Linked DNA regions of Danio rerio: region 1 is linked to region 2. A link is a contact called in public HiCAR-type data. All regions are on one chromosome and are shown on one strand. The core of a region is the stretch at or near the end of the contact, and the rest is flanking DNA. Distances in the headings are between cores, read along the strand shown.

The links. HiCAR-type assays count read pairs that join an accessible place to other places.
Region 1: a HiCAR-type map of caudal fin shows a contact between it and region 2, with 5 times the contacts expected there. The contact joins the promoter of msl1b here to the promoter of zeb1b in region 2. A contact is called at or near these places in 1 of 18 Hi-C or Micro-C datasets (hematopoietic stem cells) and 2 of 4 datasets of contacts at active chromatin or transcription factors (caudal fin and gastrula embryo).

Annotation. Positions count from the first base shown.
Region 1 is chr12:28,831,509-28,839,295 of GRCz12tu, forward strand. msl1b (MSL complex subunit 1b) reads left to right here and starts at 4,784. Exons shown (of 9, transcript XM_686625.11): 1 at 4,784-5,099; 2 at 5,665-6,318; 3 at 6,738-6,919; 4 at 7,036-7,340; 5 at 7,419-7,483; 6 at 7,563-7,630. The coding sequence starts at 5,722. It overlaps LOC141376811 (a long non-coding RNA gene), which reads right to left and starts at 5,019. Exons shown (of 4, transcript XR_012388034.1): 1 at 4,960-5,019; 2 at 253-360.
Region 2 is chr12:28,648,385-28,656,138 of GRCz12tu, forward strand. zeb1b (zinc finger E-box binding homeobox 1b) reads right to left here and starts at 3,490. Exons shown (of 8, transcript NM_131709.1): 1 at 3,407-3,490. The coding sequence starts at 3,464. LOC141376812 (a long non-coding RNA gene) reads left to right here and starts at 7,171. Exons shown (of 2, transcript XR_012388035.1): 1 at 7,171-7,308; 2 at 7,495-7,754.

The DNA of each region.
Region 1 (7,787 bases), core at 3,534-6,033, 180 kb after region 2:
TCCTTCTGTGACAGGCTTTAATCACTCTGAAGGGTTACATTTTGCAATAACTGCAAATACTGTTTGAATAACCACAATATCACCACAAAAACTATTGGTTGGTTAACCAAAACCATAGTTTATTTGTGGTTACCATTGTTTATCTACAAATCATGCAATGCTTTTGTTATCTGTTGAATTTGTTATCTGTATTGGTATTTTTGTTGTTTGTATTTTGTTGATGGAAAGACAGAAGAACAAATGTCAGCGTACATGAGGCAAGACAGCCCAGCACTGAAGCCTGTATCATCAAAATCCAGCTGAGGTCACCTAGTGCGAATGTCTGATGATCGTCTCCCTAAGCAGATCTTCTACTCTGAACTGAAAAAGAGCAAACATCATCAAATGGAGATCCATCGTCAGTGAAGGTACAGCAAAGTTTGAGAACAAATGTATCGCAGAATCCAACAAAAAAATAAATAAAAAGACGGCACCAGAAGGAGGAACAGAAACAACCTTGGACATCACTCCCCGGAGGAACAACTGTAGGGACGTTTCACAGTTTTAACCCAAAAATGGTCAGTCTCTCAATTGAAGCAGAGCCGGAGTCAGAGATTCAATTTAAGAAATTTACTAAAGATAGTTTGCAGCCTTATCAGCTGAAACCAGCTTCAACATACGCAATAGAGTTCATAGGCTGCTCTGCTTACGATCACAAAACATTAACAATTATACATTTACATAACGTCATTAACTGTGTCATACATATAGGGGCTTTAACCGAATAACATACAGGTGTATAAAACACTGATAGACTTCAAAAATTTCCTTGTGGCTGCATGTGTCCAACTCTGAACAATATCTCAATATCTCAAGCATACAAACATCAGACAGCCACTAGGCTGTTCATAGCTGACCCCAGACCTGTGAAAGGATCCACAATCGAATAGAACACACACACTCAAAGTACAATCTGTTTCTAAGCCAAGGCTGATAGTACTCTCAGACATTTTTATCAAAACTGGTCAAAAACCAGTATAATCTACATCCAAACTGGCAGCTTACGTGAAAACATTAACTTTAAAAGATTTAATACAGATTTAAAATGGCAAATATCACTTTAGACATAATTAACACATAGCAAATAACAATATAAACAGTTGTTTCCAATTCTTCAAGAGTCCAGGTCTACTCGAGAGGTCTCCATGACCTCTGACCTGGCTAGGTAGATCCTGAGGAAGCAAATCATTTTGTATACAGAAAAGCAATGACACATATTGTTTCAGTTTAACTCTGACGTGGGATGACACTAAGGTCATCCTATAACCCAGCCTCTTAAACATTCAGCTTTATTAATAATCATAATAAGAAAGACCATCATTCTCAACTTGCCAGAGGGATAGCCAGATGACGATGATTTTGTTGATATCTTATAATCTATTTAGTATAAAATTATCATTGTTGCAAAACAGCAAAAAATAAATAAAATGAAAAATACAACACTTCTACAGTCTAATTCATTTTCAATATAACAGAGAGAGTTTTGTTTTAATTCAAGAGTTCACACTTAGCTGATGATTGATTATAAATCGTGTTTGGCATGCTGCGCAGGAGGGAGCCCTGAGCTCAATAGATCCTCAAGCCCTGAGCTTCCTCCCGTGAGCAGAACTCCCCTGCTTATTTGGGGCTAATAACAAATTGCTTTATGAGGAAAAATACTGTTGGCTATAGGAACATGATTATAATGCCAATTTGGTTTGGTCAGATTACGTACATGTCCTTGGATGGTGGGAGCAAACCGGGGAGCCCACACCAACATGGGGAAAACATGCAAACGTCACACAAAATGCCAACCAGTCCAGCAAGGACCAGAACCAGCAATGTTGTTGCTGTGATGCAACAGTGCTAACCACATGGCCGCCGGGCCGCCCAATCTAAGAAAAAAAGTGCAAGAGGAATACGGAAGGACGGGGGATTTTTCACGATGAAGATAACTGCGGTATAAGGACCATGGTTATTTATAGTGAAATAAATCAAATAGGAATCATCTGATTGGAAAATCGTGGGTCGAGCTGTGATCAGTCATAAGTATATTCTTCTCTCGAAATTAGTTTATAAATGAACTTCACTTAAATAGAACCTGCCAAGTATGAACACACTCCAAGACTTATTTTGAGTACTAACACAAACTTGGATTTTGCAAACTGTGATAAAGTCAGTTCGAGTTTTACACTCCACATCTCTGTCTCTCATTCTCTTTTTCGTTCTGTTTAAAGGAAGTTACAATATGAACAAAAACAGCCTGTGAACACACAAACTCATAAATACAATGATGTGATCTACATTAGCCTTAGTCACCTTAGATCAACAGATTACATAAGTCAAGTGATTTAATGAGCTTAAGTTTTTAGACAAATACAGAGAGAGAGAGAGAGAGAGAGAGAGAGAGAGAGAGAGAGAGAGAGAGAGAGAGAGAGAGAGAGAGAGAGAGAGAGAGAGAGAGAGAGAGAGAGGGGGAGAGCACATCTATCCCTGATCTGTCATGTAATGTAGTTTCCATCAGAGGGAACTGTTGAACCTAACTTAATTAACTCAGGCCAGTAGCCAGCCTGGTGTAAAGGGTGTTTTTTTCTCAAAAAGTGGACCTTTTTTGCAGTTATTCACCTCATTTTCTTTTTAATTAAGAGATTTAAATACCACATTTAGGTGACATTTTAGCTGAATTAGCTTGTTCAAATCGCTCTTTTTGATTTACCAAAATATTTCCTAAATATTTAGATTAAAGAAACATGACAACATGTTTATTTTTTAAATACAAATTTATTACATCATATATCATTAAAGGGGTAGCACGGTGGCGCAATGGGTAGCACAATCGCCTCACAGCAAAAAGGTTGCTGGTTCAAGCCTCGGCTGGGTCAGTTGGCATTTCTGTGTGGAGTTTGCATGTTCTTCCCGTGTTGGCACGTGTTGGTTTCTTCCATGTGCTAGTTTCCCCCACAGTCCACAGACATGGTACAGGTCAATTGGGTAAGCTAAATGGGCCGTAGTTAATGTGAATGAATGTGTATGGGTGTTTCCCAGAGATGGAAAAAAAAGTTTACTTGTAAAAAAAGTTTATTAAAAAATTAATGGATAACAACAATGGCTAAAATAGTGTTTCAACTTATTGTAATATGGGCTGCTTTTGGTGCTTCACGCTTTTTTATTGGTCTTGCTTTCTTTCAAGAATAAGGTCCAAGGTTTAGAGTAAGTTACTTGTTAAATGTTTTCTCTATTCAAAAACAATAAGAAAGATGAAAATAAGAAAGATGACTTCTCTTATGTCAGATGTTTTCTTGCACAGTTTGACTTATAAAAACAATTGTTTGCATTGGCCAAAACTGATTAGCTTAAGTCACACCACGATTCTGCTTGGTCTTAAAGTCTTTTTCAATAGGTAATTTTTTACTATTTATGATGGCATAGCAGTCAAAATAGGACAAATGAGCTCATGTATGGGACACATTCTGGACCTTTGTCAGTGAGGTTGGGGCCTAGTCATTATAAAATAATTATGTACACACAGCATTTAGGCTGCGAATGAATCTCGGCGACAAGAGAAAAAGCGTTAGAAAATGTTAATGAACTGTACTACATCTCCCTCTGCTGGTTAAACTAATAACACACAAGGAAAAAACAGTAAATACATGCTCCTAATGAAAACAAATTGTATATGTTTAGATAATAAGTCCGTGTGAAATATACATTTCTAAATAACATTACATATTTTACAGCTGAACTAAAGAAATTACTGAAATTCGTTTCAGCAACACTTTTTAGACAATTGTTTTGCTCAGGCAATGGCCTAATTGGGAAACACCAATGACACACACATACACACACACACACACACACACACACACACACACACACAAACATACGCACAAACATACAGTTACAAAGTTGCAGTAATTTCTCTCAGGCCCGTAAACAGAGTTTCCCCACCCCCCACTGACGAAGGTCCAGAATTTATCCCATACAATAGCTCATTTGTCCTATTAGACTTGTTATGCCATCATAAGTTATCAAAATAACCCATCGAAAAATTCCTTAAGACCAAGTGGATTGTGATGCAAAAGTCAACTTTCATTTGTTGATATAGAGAAAACACTCTATAAGTAACTTTTATTCTAAATCTTGGACCTTATTCTTAAAAGAAAAAAAACACATTACATTCTGAGACTGAGGACAGTTGAATGTGCTGGCCAGTTTGTTATTCGCCTAATAAATAACAATAGCATCTTTAAACTTTAACAGATTCCTATTTTCCCCCTGATACAAAGTAGCCTAAAATAAATGCCCTTCATATATCTTTATTTTAAATCTTTAGAAAATGTTTTGGTCCATTAAAAAGTGACAATCAGACAAGCTAATCCAGCAAAACAATGTCGCTAAAATGCAGAATTTAAATCTTATAATTAAATAGAAAAAAATCTCATGAATTAAATCGAATAACTGCAAAAAAGTCAACATTTTGGGAAAAAAGAACCAGCCTTTTCACTAGGCTGGCTATGGGCCTATCTCTATTGCATTTATGGCAAACAAAAGTCAATAAACAACATGTGTAAACAAAATTATTCTACATGATATTTCACTAAATGTATTTTTTCCAACTCTCATCCACTTATGGCTAATACATAGGTTTAAAAAACGTAGAAAACCAAATCGCTACAAAATAAGCACTTGGCAAAGCACTGTTATTAAACATTGGTAAATAAAGTTAGAAATGAAGGAGTGCCAAAACGTCAGAGGAAATGACGTTGGCGAGGTTTTCTCCCCAAGTGTGTACGGTATGGTCCGTATTTTGCCTCCGCCAGACAAATACGTTCCCATATACTTACTTTCCCGAACATATATTCACTATCTTGGCCAGATTCAATACGCAAAGAAAACCGTACACGATACGAATGTTTATAAACGTGTGTATGCTTATTTTACCTTTAATATTGCTCGCAAACCCCATCACTTTGAATGTAAACACGTCCTGACAAAACGCATGCGCACTGAGACAAACGCACTCGTATATTGGGACATTGTGCAGATTCGAGCCTGAAAATGGGGGACAAACAGCAATAAAAGTAGGATAGAACGCTCATTTGGGACCTGTTTGTTCTGATTATTGGTTTTTGCAAATCCGACATAGACATGTAGTATAGAATGCTGGCAAACTCGCAGTATAACGAAAACGATTTGGTATATTAGCACCTCGTTTGCTAACAGCGGCTAGCTAGCATCAGGATCAAAATGGAGGCAGGCTATTTATTATTAGCTCAAGTTAAAATGGTTCGTGCCTCTTGAACCATAAACCGAAAACCAAACCACGTCTAGCTGTAACGTTTGGTATAATAAGTGCGTGCATGTTTTATCGGTAGTGAGATTCAGTGATCTGATTTGGACAGTGAACATTTATGGCTGTCTAGTATGTGATTGCGTTTGGTGCTTTTTTCAATATTTGATCACGGAGTGGGTTTATATAACCTTGTAGTGGAAGTCATGTTGCAAACATAGACAGGAAGCCTGCGTTATTTTGTGTGCAGTTTTCATAATTGCAATGCATTCAGTGGGATCTTGAAACAAACATTTGCAACTATCAATTATCATTTTGCTTTCTTGATTCTTATTTTACGATTTATGTTTTTCAAGTCTGCAGACAAGCCTCTATTGGAGCCATGGTTCATCGTGTAGAGGTTTTCCTTCGCCATGAATATGCGACCCGAATGCTTTTCTAAAGCAGGATTGTACTCAAAGAAGTGTGACTTCAGCCCATCTCAAACAAGACATCCAGTTAGTGTCCAAAGAGAGCTCAGAGATCCTCTATGTGACACACCAGACGACACTAGAGAACATCTGATCTCGCAAAAGAACTTAGAACGGGCTTCATTGCCTTCAAAGCCTGGCAGAGAGTTGATCGTGGCTTCAGAGGCTGGCTCTGTGGGCACAGAAACACTGTCATCTCAAGCTAAACAAATGGGGGGTGAAGGCACCCCTGTAAAAAGTAAAACTCCTTTTGGACAGACCAACGCCATTGATAACAAGCCAGAGTTTGTATCCATGAATTCTCATATTAATTCTAGAGACCCTGTTGGTGAGAAAAATGCTAAAGAGACTATGGGGTCATCTCACGAACACTCCGAGGGTAAAAGGACCAATATGAAGAAGATCAGTGGTAATCCTCATGCACAAGCCACTTGCCTTAAACAACTGCTGTTGCTTCAACTGGACTTGATCGAGCAACAACAGCAACAGCTGCAGTCTAAGGACAAGGAAATAGATGAACTCAAATCAGACAGAGACACGGTATGTGCACTTAGGGTTAGAACTTTTTTTGAGCAGAAAATGCAATCGGTTGATCAAAAGTGTCAGAAAACCCATGTCAAATAAAAGCTGTTTGTTTATATTAATGATTTGATTCCCCAAATTTCAAATTCTTAGAAGAGTACAGAAAACCTTCGTGACTAAAATCAAGATTATTCCACAAAATATGAGCAACAACTTTGAAGTTAAAACATTGGGGTTGCGTTGTCTAAATATAATCCAAACATGACACCAAATCTGCATATTGAATGATTTTTCTAAGGATCGTGTCATACTGAAGATTACAGGTATTATGCTGAATCTGGCCCCAACATTTGATTGATAATATGATTTTGGCTTATTGCTTGTACTTGCAACAATTTTCACTTTATTTCTGTTGAATGTGATCTTCTTTCAAACAGCTGCTTGCCCGCATTGAGCGAATGGAACGTCGTTTGCAGTTGTTAAGCAAGGAACCACGTGACAAGAGGCTCTTCCAGCCTTTAGAGAGATGGGTTCCAGACACCGATGACTTTTGGGAATCAGATTTAGGCGACAGCCCACAAACTCAGGCATCCAAGTCAAGTGGCAAAGTGCAAAAGCGGTAAGAATAGGCTATTTTTAATTGTCATTTTTTCTGTGATTTTTATTTTTCAAATCAATTGTTTGGTCATAAACTGGTTTTGCCTTGGCTGATTTGAGCTGTAATCACTAATCTAGAAAATTAAGCGCAACCGAAACAAAGACGCAAAGGTCAAGAGGCAAGTCCTCAAGGACAACTCCCCAAAAATCAGACACAAGAGGGCCATCGCCATGTCAGCGTGAGCTGCGGAGCAAGGAGACCCCAGAGAAGGCAAGCACTGGGAAATCGTCCAGAAAGACAGACCAGCATGCAGAGGAAGGAAGCAGCAAAGAAGCAGATGAACTTCCTTACATGACAACCACTGAAATGTACTTATGCTGCTGGGAGCCTCCAGATTCATCATTACAGGAAGATTGTCCTAAGAAAGAAGAGGATGTTGCAAGTAAGTTTCTGGTTCAAATACAGAATGCCTTATTTAAACGCTGGTTTACTAATTGTTATGTGAAAACTATTTTCCCAGTACCATCGTGGAGGGAAAACATTATGGAACCCCTGAAGGAGGAGGATGCAGCTGATCTCCCTGAAGTAAGACTCGTCAATTGTGTTGAACAGGAATCTTGGCTATGATGTTCACTGTCATTAATTGTTTTTTTTTTTTGTGTAGAGTCTTGATGACAGCGTTTTCCTGAAAAGACATGCCAAGTTAGAGCTTGATGAGAAGAGGCGAAAAAGGTGAGATCTTCAGTGTCACAGAAACCATCTTAATACGCTGATTTAGTGCTCAAGACATTTATTTTTATTGTTAGTTTAAATAAAGTTTGCTATTTTCAGTTTTTTGATGAGCAGATAATTCAAAAGAACAGCATTCACAGTGATATCCCAGAATAAA
Region 2 (7,754 bases), core at 2,240-4,739:
TTAGATAAAAGTAAAAAATATATATATTTAGTTTTTAGTTATGATACTCATAAAATGATTCCACATAAATCCACAAATATTTTTCAAAATTCTCCACAGAAATAGCAATAGATATCTGCAGATTCTCTCTGGCCCTACTAATAGACAACCACTTCAACAAGAGATTACAAGAATGTGTTTGTGCTGCTCAAGATGCCATGCCATACAGTGACAGTATTAGTCCAGCATGCTATTATAATAATGAATGAAAATCATTTTATAGTGTTATTATCTGTATCAGAAGCTTTTAAAACTCAAAGTTAAACTTTTCCGTAGTCAGTACACTGTGTAAACGTGATTGTTTTGGAAATTATTAATTGACATATATATCCAGTTTGTTCACTTTTGCAGTTTCAAGCACATATATTTATGTGCATGTGTAACCACTCATCTCATTGCTGCAACTTGTTCCATCTGTGATTTATCAGCACTGCGATGCTGCCAACAATTAGGCCTATACTGATAAGAGCAACAAGCAACATCTCAAAAGACCTAAGGGAGATTTTTTTTAATTATGTGGGATTGTTAAGCCGGTAAAGGTTGTCTGAATTATAATTAGAGCAGAAGATGTTATATACAAACAGTACCGTTCACATTCTTTAGTAGAGGATTCAAACATCAAGGCCTCCTTGGCTGAATTAAAATAGTTGTAAAGTGAGTTGAAATAAAAACATTCAATTCATCTTGATTATAGTAATTAAAGCAAAGGTAAGTCTTGTAAACACAGAATGAATCTATCTAGAAGACAGTATGCCTCCAGTGAACATTTACTGTTGGCCTTTACACCAAACGGTGAAGCACTCAGGCGGCCACATTCCAATTATACACGGTCTGATCAACACTCCTCACGGGGGCGCGGAGGGGGAGGGGCGTATGCTAATGACGCAGGGACGCGCACTCTCAGGGAGCGTTGATCACGCACCGGGAGCGCTGATACTCGGCGGGTGCGCTCCTAGGTCAACCCGTGACTTCAGATAATTAACGGTCAGGATGCGTAGAGCTACAGCCTATGTTTAATTGCTCAACCTGTTTTTTTTTTTTTTTTTTTTTTTTTTTTTTTTTTTTTTTTGCTTTTTTGCTTTGTTTCTTAAACAAAAACATTTTGTTTTGAGCTTAAAATGATAACGCAAGCTTTATTAAACACACAAAGATAACGATTAACATAATCATGACATAATATGTCAACAATACCAATAAGTGGAGATGTTCAAGTACAAGTTGCTGACGCACGGTTCAGGTGCGTCTCTGCGTTCAGATACCTGCAGTGCGGTGAGCATTGCCAAACGCCCCATGACAAAGCACTTATTTCAATCCAACACGGCAGAAAAGCGCAACAAAATCACCCTCAAGCCTCATGGTGTAAAATCTTTTCAGGTTTAACCGTTTAAGAACACGCCTATGCTTTTATCGCTAGGTAAATGATCACGAACGATGCTCCAGAAACTGTACCGAGGATGCTCTTTGCTCAGGCTGTGCTTTAGGAGCAAGCGCTATAGAAAGCCGAATGATAACAGGCATCCATCCGTTCAACAGTTAAAAACAAACGACAACAGCTGAGAGTGAGAAGGCATGCGAAAAACACTACACAGACATCGTTGGTATACCTGCACAAGTTGACATTTGCTGCAACGCACGAGAAACGCCTCCCGTCTGCTTTCAAAACGAGACAATGTATCTCACAGAGTGAAAAACAACGACTCCTTCCTTGTCAGCAAGTTCAGGTAGCAAAAAACGAGCAAGATGGTCAGATGACATTTATGAAAAACCTAAGTGACATTTTTGTCCTCCTGTCCGATCAGGTAGACACATATTTACAGGTCGCTCACACACGCGCGTGCTGAGAGAACCGCTACATGGCGCGCGCATGGCGTCAGCCTGAGGAAAAGTCTCTTTCTTCACTAGCGTCTGCTTAAGCATCTTAAAAATTAACTATGCACTTGAATCGAAAAGGAGCGAGTTTGTTTGAATGAAAACGATGTTTTTAGTTAATGTTGCCTTATCTCACGCGCGCGCAAGAGGTGAAGCACGCCTCACGTTTCTCGTTATCGATTTCCTCAGTGAATTTAGTTAGGTTGACGTCTAAACCTCTGCTATGCACAAGATGCAAGGTAAATAGTCATATTTCAAGATCGCAAATCGCCAGTACAGTAGTAAGTTATCCACCACACAGAAAACTACACAGTTAAGGACGCTGCGTTACAAAGCGGATGCATAAAGTCCCCAAAACAAATAAAGTGTCAGTGCAGTAAGTCCAGCTGCAGCAGAGCGATTTATCAGGATTGTCTGCGCTGCTCGGGATGTATACGCATTCCTTATATAGGCTGCAGCAGTTGTTCTAGCAGCAGACAGCCCTTCAGATTCCTTTCCTTTTCTCCTCAGCGTTACCACCCAACTAGAAATGTGGCAGGCTGGCTGCACAAACAGGTTGCTTTAACTGGCATCGTGCTCCGAATCCCGCGGGGACGCCTATAGACTGGCAGGACTGTTGCATAAACACACCCTTATTTTGTGCTTTGTAAACTTCAAGAAGAAACTTTCCTGTCAAACATCACCGCGAACTGAATACATGCCCCCTTTTCTACTGCAGCGGCACCGGAGAGCAGCGTGCTGCTGTTATCAGGCACTTTCTGTTCAGCTGGATGACAAAAGTGCGACTTGTAGCTGTTGCGTAGGAAGTAAACAAGTCAAACTGTCACCTCGGCGATATAAACATGTTTATCCATCTCCATAAGCTAAAATGTTTACCATCAAAGGTTATTTTTAGGATTCTGCTAGCCGCTAGCTACCTGCTACCACACAGACAGCGGAACAGCCCCATTGCAGATACACTAAACAAAGTTTGCAGTTAACGAAAATAAAACAAAATCCTCCCGAACAAGCGGTCTGTTCTCAAACATGTATTTATGAAAGCGTTTCCCCACTTCAATCGCTCAGTCTGTTTCGTGTGAAACCAAATCCGCCGCATCGGACCAAACAGGTACATTTTGAGCGAGAAAATAAGTTTCAGTTCGGTCGAATCTAAAGAGGAAAAGCCAGCAGTGACGAGAAACAGACCCAATCCTAAGTATCTGTTTTGATCAGAAAGCTTAACAAAGTGAACTCGAGGCAAAGGGGAATAAAAGGGGAAACAAAAGCGAGAGTCACTTGTATGGGACTGGCTGCGAATAACGGTCCGCGCTCGCGCTCTGTACCGCTAGGCGGAGAGAGAGTCGCGAGCGCGGCAGGTATAACGGTACACCAGATAGGGGCTATAACACAGCGCTACTTTCCAGCACTTTGAAGGGCTCGAGAAGTTCTGCCAGCGGCCCGGAGTCCAGAGTTGAATGAAATCAGCCGTCGCCAATCAAAGCGAAGGGTTTTTACTCACCGTTTGTCCTCCTCGGGTTCGCCTGCTTTCTGCGCTTACACCTGGGGCCATCCGCCATGATCCTTTCGCTGTGTCTAAATGCTGCTGGAGAGTCACCTCCTCTCGCCCCCACACCTCCCCTCCCTCCCTTCTACTCCACCTCCCCTCCCTGCACCTGGTTTACGACACTCGGCTTTACGACATTACCTTCTGGCTCCTATACCTCTCTCTCTGGCGCTCAGACCCCCGTCTCTGGCCAACTCCCGCCCCTCACACCACGCGCTCCCCGTGGCGCTGCTGCCTGTCCGAAACGGTCACCGATCAACCTGTCCGTGAGCACGAACACTTCTTCGGTGTCTGTATTGATTGACAGCTCAGAGGAAGCAAGGTTGTTTGCATAAAACAGTCATTAAGTGCAACGGTAGATACGCAAACTGAACCTAGCGTCAAATTATGTATTATTTTACAGTGTGAGTGGGGGCGGGGAAAGTTTGACGCGTGCACCTGTTTATTGCGCGCGCACGCAAACACACACACACGCTGTCTCAATCTTGGCAACAACTGTTACTCATTCATGATAAACCACAAAACTACTTGTCATGAAACTTGCTTTGAGAAGCTTTTATCTTATTGTATGGTGGTCGCTGAGACTAGTCACTCTTATATGACTCGTATTTAAGGTATACTTTAATTAAAGTCATTATCTGTACATATATACAAAGTCTTGGCTACAAAAATATTTAAAAAAATATAATAAATATAATAACAGCCTATTGTTAAAAATATTTCTGTTTTTATTTTCTGTTTTTTTTTTTGTAAATTTATGCTATGAAGAATATAGCCGATATCTGCATAGCGTAAATGTACAAAAAATTATAACTTTTTGTATAATTTATTATACATTAGGCAAGGGTTAACAGCATAAAATAAATATTTTAAGGTAAATATAAAACAGGGACATGTTTTCCTATTTATATAAAATTTAGATAGATAATCCTATATTGATTATATTTAAAATATGATTATCTATCTGCACTTGATATGAGTAGGAAAACATTTACCTGTCTTATATTTATCTTAAAGTATATGTTTTATGCTGTTAACCCTTGCCTAATGTAGAACATTGATTTTAATGTGCATTCAAAAAGCTTTTGCTAAACAAAGACAGAAACAAATAATATGGAGGATAGAATGTTAAAAAGTAAAATAAATTAAATAGCAAATTAATCATAATGAATATAATAATTGCCTATTTTACGATATATTTCTTTTTTACATTGTAATGTAATACACTATAATTATAATTATAACTGTTTTATTCATTATAATAAGCATTATGTATTTCTATTTTATTGCTAATCTTTTAAAAAATGTTAAAAGTAAAATAAATTAAATTAAAGTTGGGGGACACGATATGTGTGAGCATGTGAAAGTGTATGGGTGTTTCCCAGTACTGGGTTGCAGCTGGAAGGGTATCCGCTGCGTACAACATATGCTGGATAATTTGGCGGTTCATTCCGCTGGGGCAACCTCTGAAGTATAAAGGAACTAAGCCAATAGAAAATGAATGACTGAATGAAATTAAAAGTTACACTAATTTAAGCCCATTAACAAAGGCTCGAATTAGGAATCACACAGTTCTGACATACTGCATATCAGTGGTGTAAAGTAACAAATTACAAATTCTCCAATTACTGTAACTGAGTGACTTTTCTCAGGAATTGCAATTTACTAAGTAGTTTTTAAAAATGTGTACTTTACTTTCCCTTGAGAACATTTTTTTTTTTTTTTTTTTTTTACTTTCCCTGTACATTTTTTTTATTCCACTATTTTCCTTTAAACTGCAGTCACTACTTTATTTCTTTCTTGTCTATGGTGATTGGCGAAAGTAGAAAAATCAGTCCTGTGATTCCTGTTCAATCAAATCACACATAGAAAGTAAATACCGTCCTACTGAACAACCTCAAGGCATGGGCACTTTATAAATGCAGCAAACCTTTTGAAAGCATTAAAAAAATGTCTAAAAAGATGTTCAAAATCTTTTCACGCTATGACCCAGAGACTGTTTATAGACTGCAAGTCACTGATGAGAAAATGAAGGATGTCGACTGTATGCTGACTGAAAGCACTAAATCACTTTAAACAATCACTAAATGGAACGAATGAAGAATGGATGGAAGGGCCGATTAAAGGAAGGACCGAACAACAAGGAATGAAAGGAAGGACCAAATGAATGAAGAAAGGATTCAAGGAAGGACTGAACAAACTAAGGAACGAAGAAAGGAAGGAAGGATTGACTGAACTAATGAAGGAAGGACCAAATGAATGAAAGAAAGGATTCAAGGAAGAACTAAACAGTTTAAGAAACGAATGAATGAATGAATGAAAGAAAGAACAAAAAACCAAATGAAGGAAGGAAAAAAGAATGAAGGAATGAATGAATAAGTGAACAAAGAAAGGGCCAAATAAATGAAGGAAGGATTTAAGGAAGGACTGTACAAACTAAGAAACAAAGAAGGAAAGGAAGGACAGGAGGAAGTAAGGAAGTACTGAACAATTGAAGAAAGGAAGGACCACATGAATGAAGGAAGGATTCAAGAACTGAACAACTAAATAATGAAGGAAGGATGGACTGAACTAATGAAGGAAGAAAGGACCAAATGAACGAAAGAAGCATTCAAGGAAGGACTTCCTAGAAGGACAAACTAGGGAACGAAAGAAGGAAAGACGAATGAATGAATGATCAAAGGACCAAATGAAGGAAGGAAAAAAGAATGAAGGAACAAATTAATGAATGAATGAGGGAACGAAGGAAGGGCCAAATGAATAAAGGGACAAACAAATGAATAAAGGAAGGACAGAACAAACAAACAATGGAAGGAAAGAAGGAATATAGGAAGATCACTAAATGCACTACAGTATGTTATGTTTACACATCCCTGGACAAACTGCATGTAAACGCATCAACTTTTCACAGTGTAACACTCACTACTTTTAAAAGGGCTACTTTTTACTCATACTTTCAGTGATATTTACAACACATACTTTTACTCTACTTGCACCACATTTTTGGGCAAGTTTTAATACTTTTACGCGAGTATGACTTTTCAGTACTCTTTCCACCACTGCTGCATATAGTATCCTTGTGACAATGAACCCTAGTTTCTCCTTCATTATAATCATATCACTTGAGTTTCATCAAAAACAGTTTTTTTTAATGACTGTTTCTGACAAGATCATGCAGACATCTTTGAATCTTTCATACGTTCGTCAGTTTTCCCCCTAAGTTTTGAATTATATATAAATGTTTTTATTTAGTTCATACTAAATTCAAAGGAACATAGTTTGAACTTCAAAGCAGTGCCATTCATTTATCAATTATTAAATATTATGTCACATGACTGATGCTATCGGTGCCTTACGCACTAAATAGAGCGCAGATATAATCGTAACAGAATATTTGATCTAAACAGCAGTGAAATAAGCATATGTAATGAACTTCACAGTTCGTCAGGATGCCAAAAACTTTGTCAGATTATTAAGTAACCGTGACAGTAGGTCTTACGCTATTTACCCCCTGTATACTGCCAGAATTGTATATACACTTCTTGATGTGCAGTAGAAGGGTCTGTGTATTGAGATATTAAACTATGAGGCAAATGTGCATCTGACTATGTACGCGATTGAGTAGGAAGGAGGAGGAATGCAGTGTGTGTCCCAAGGCACAGGGAGGATCATGGGACCCTCGCTGCAATGATTCAGTCCTCCACCCAAAGAAAGAGCTCGCTGTTCCCCAAGGATGTTTACTCCTCTTGACTCTGACCAGGGAGAGAATGCGTGAGAGAGAGAGAGAAACTGACAGACAGCGAAAAGGAAAAGCAACCAAATGACAGAGAGAAGTTAGAAAAAGAGTCATGTTTAAGGTAATATTAGATGACGCAACACAAATGAAAGGTTAGTATTTGGAGTGTTGCTATAAAGAGTCTTTTAGAGTTTTATGCTGAAGCCAGAACATGAGCTCGTGCATTCATGTGACTTTGAAGACAAGGACACTTTGGACCGAAGTACCAACACGGTACCATCTGAAGGTCTGCCGTTCTCTGTTACAGGTCACAAAAGCGAGCGCTGCAGCAGCGGCGGGCAGGGCTATTCTTGTACCTGATGACTATCAGGTTTCTGTCAGACCTCAGCTGGGTGTGGTGTACTTAGCATGGGTCTGCAGTGTACAGTCCGCATTGATTGACTGAAGACACTGTATAATCTCACAATGATATGCTGTGTATTAAAGAAAAACACTCAAATAATTATTATATATGGGTGGTTGTCACATAGGCAGTAATAATGTTTTTTGTAAAACACATTTTTTAAA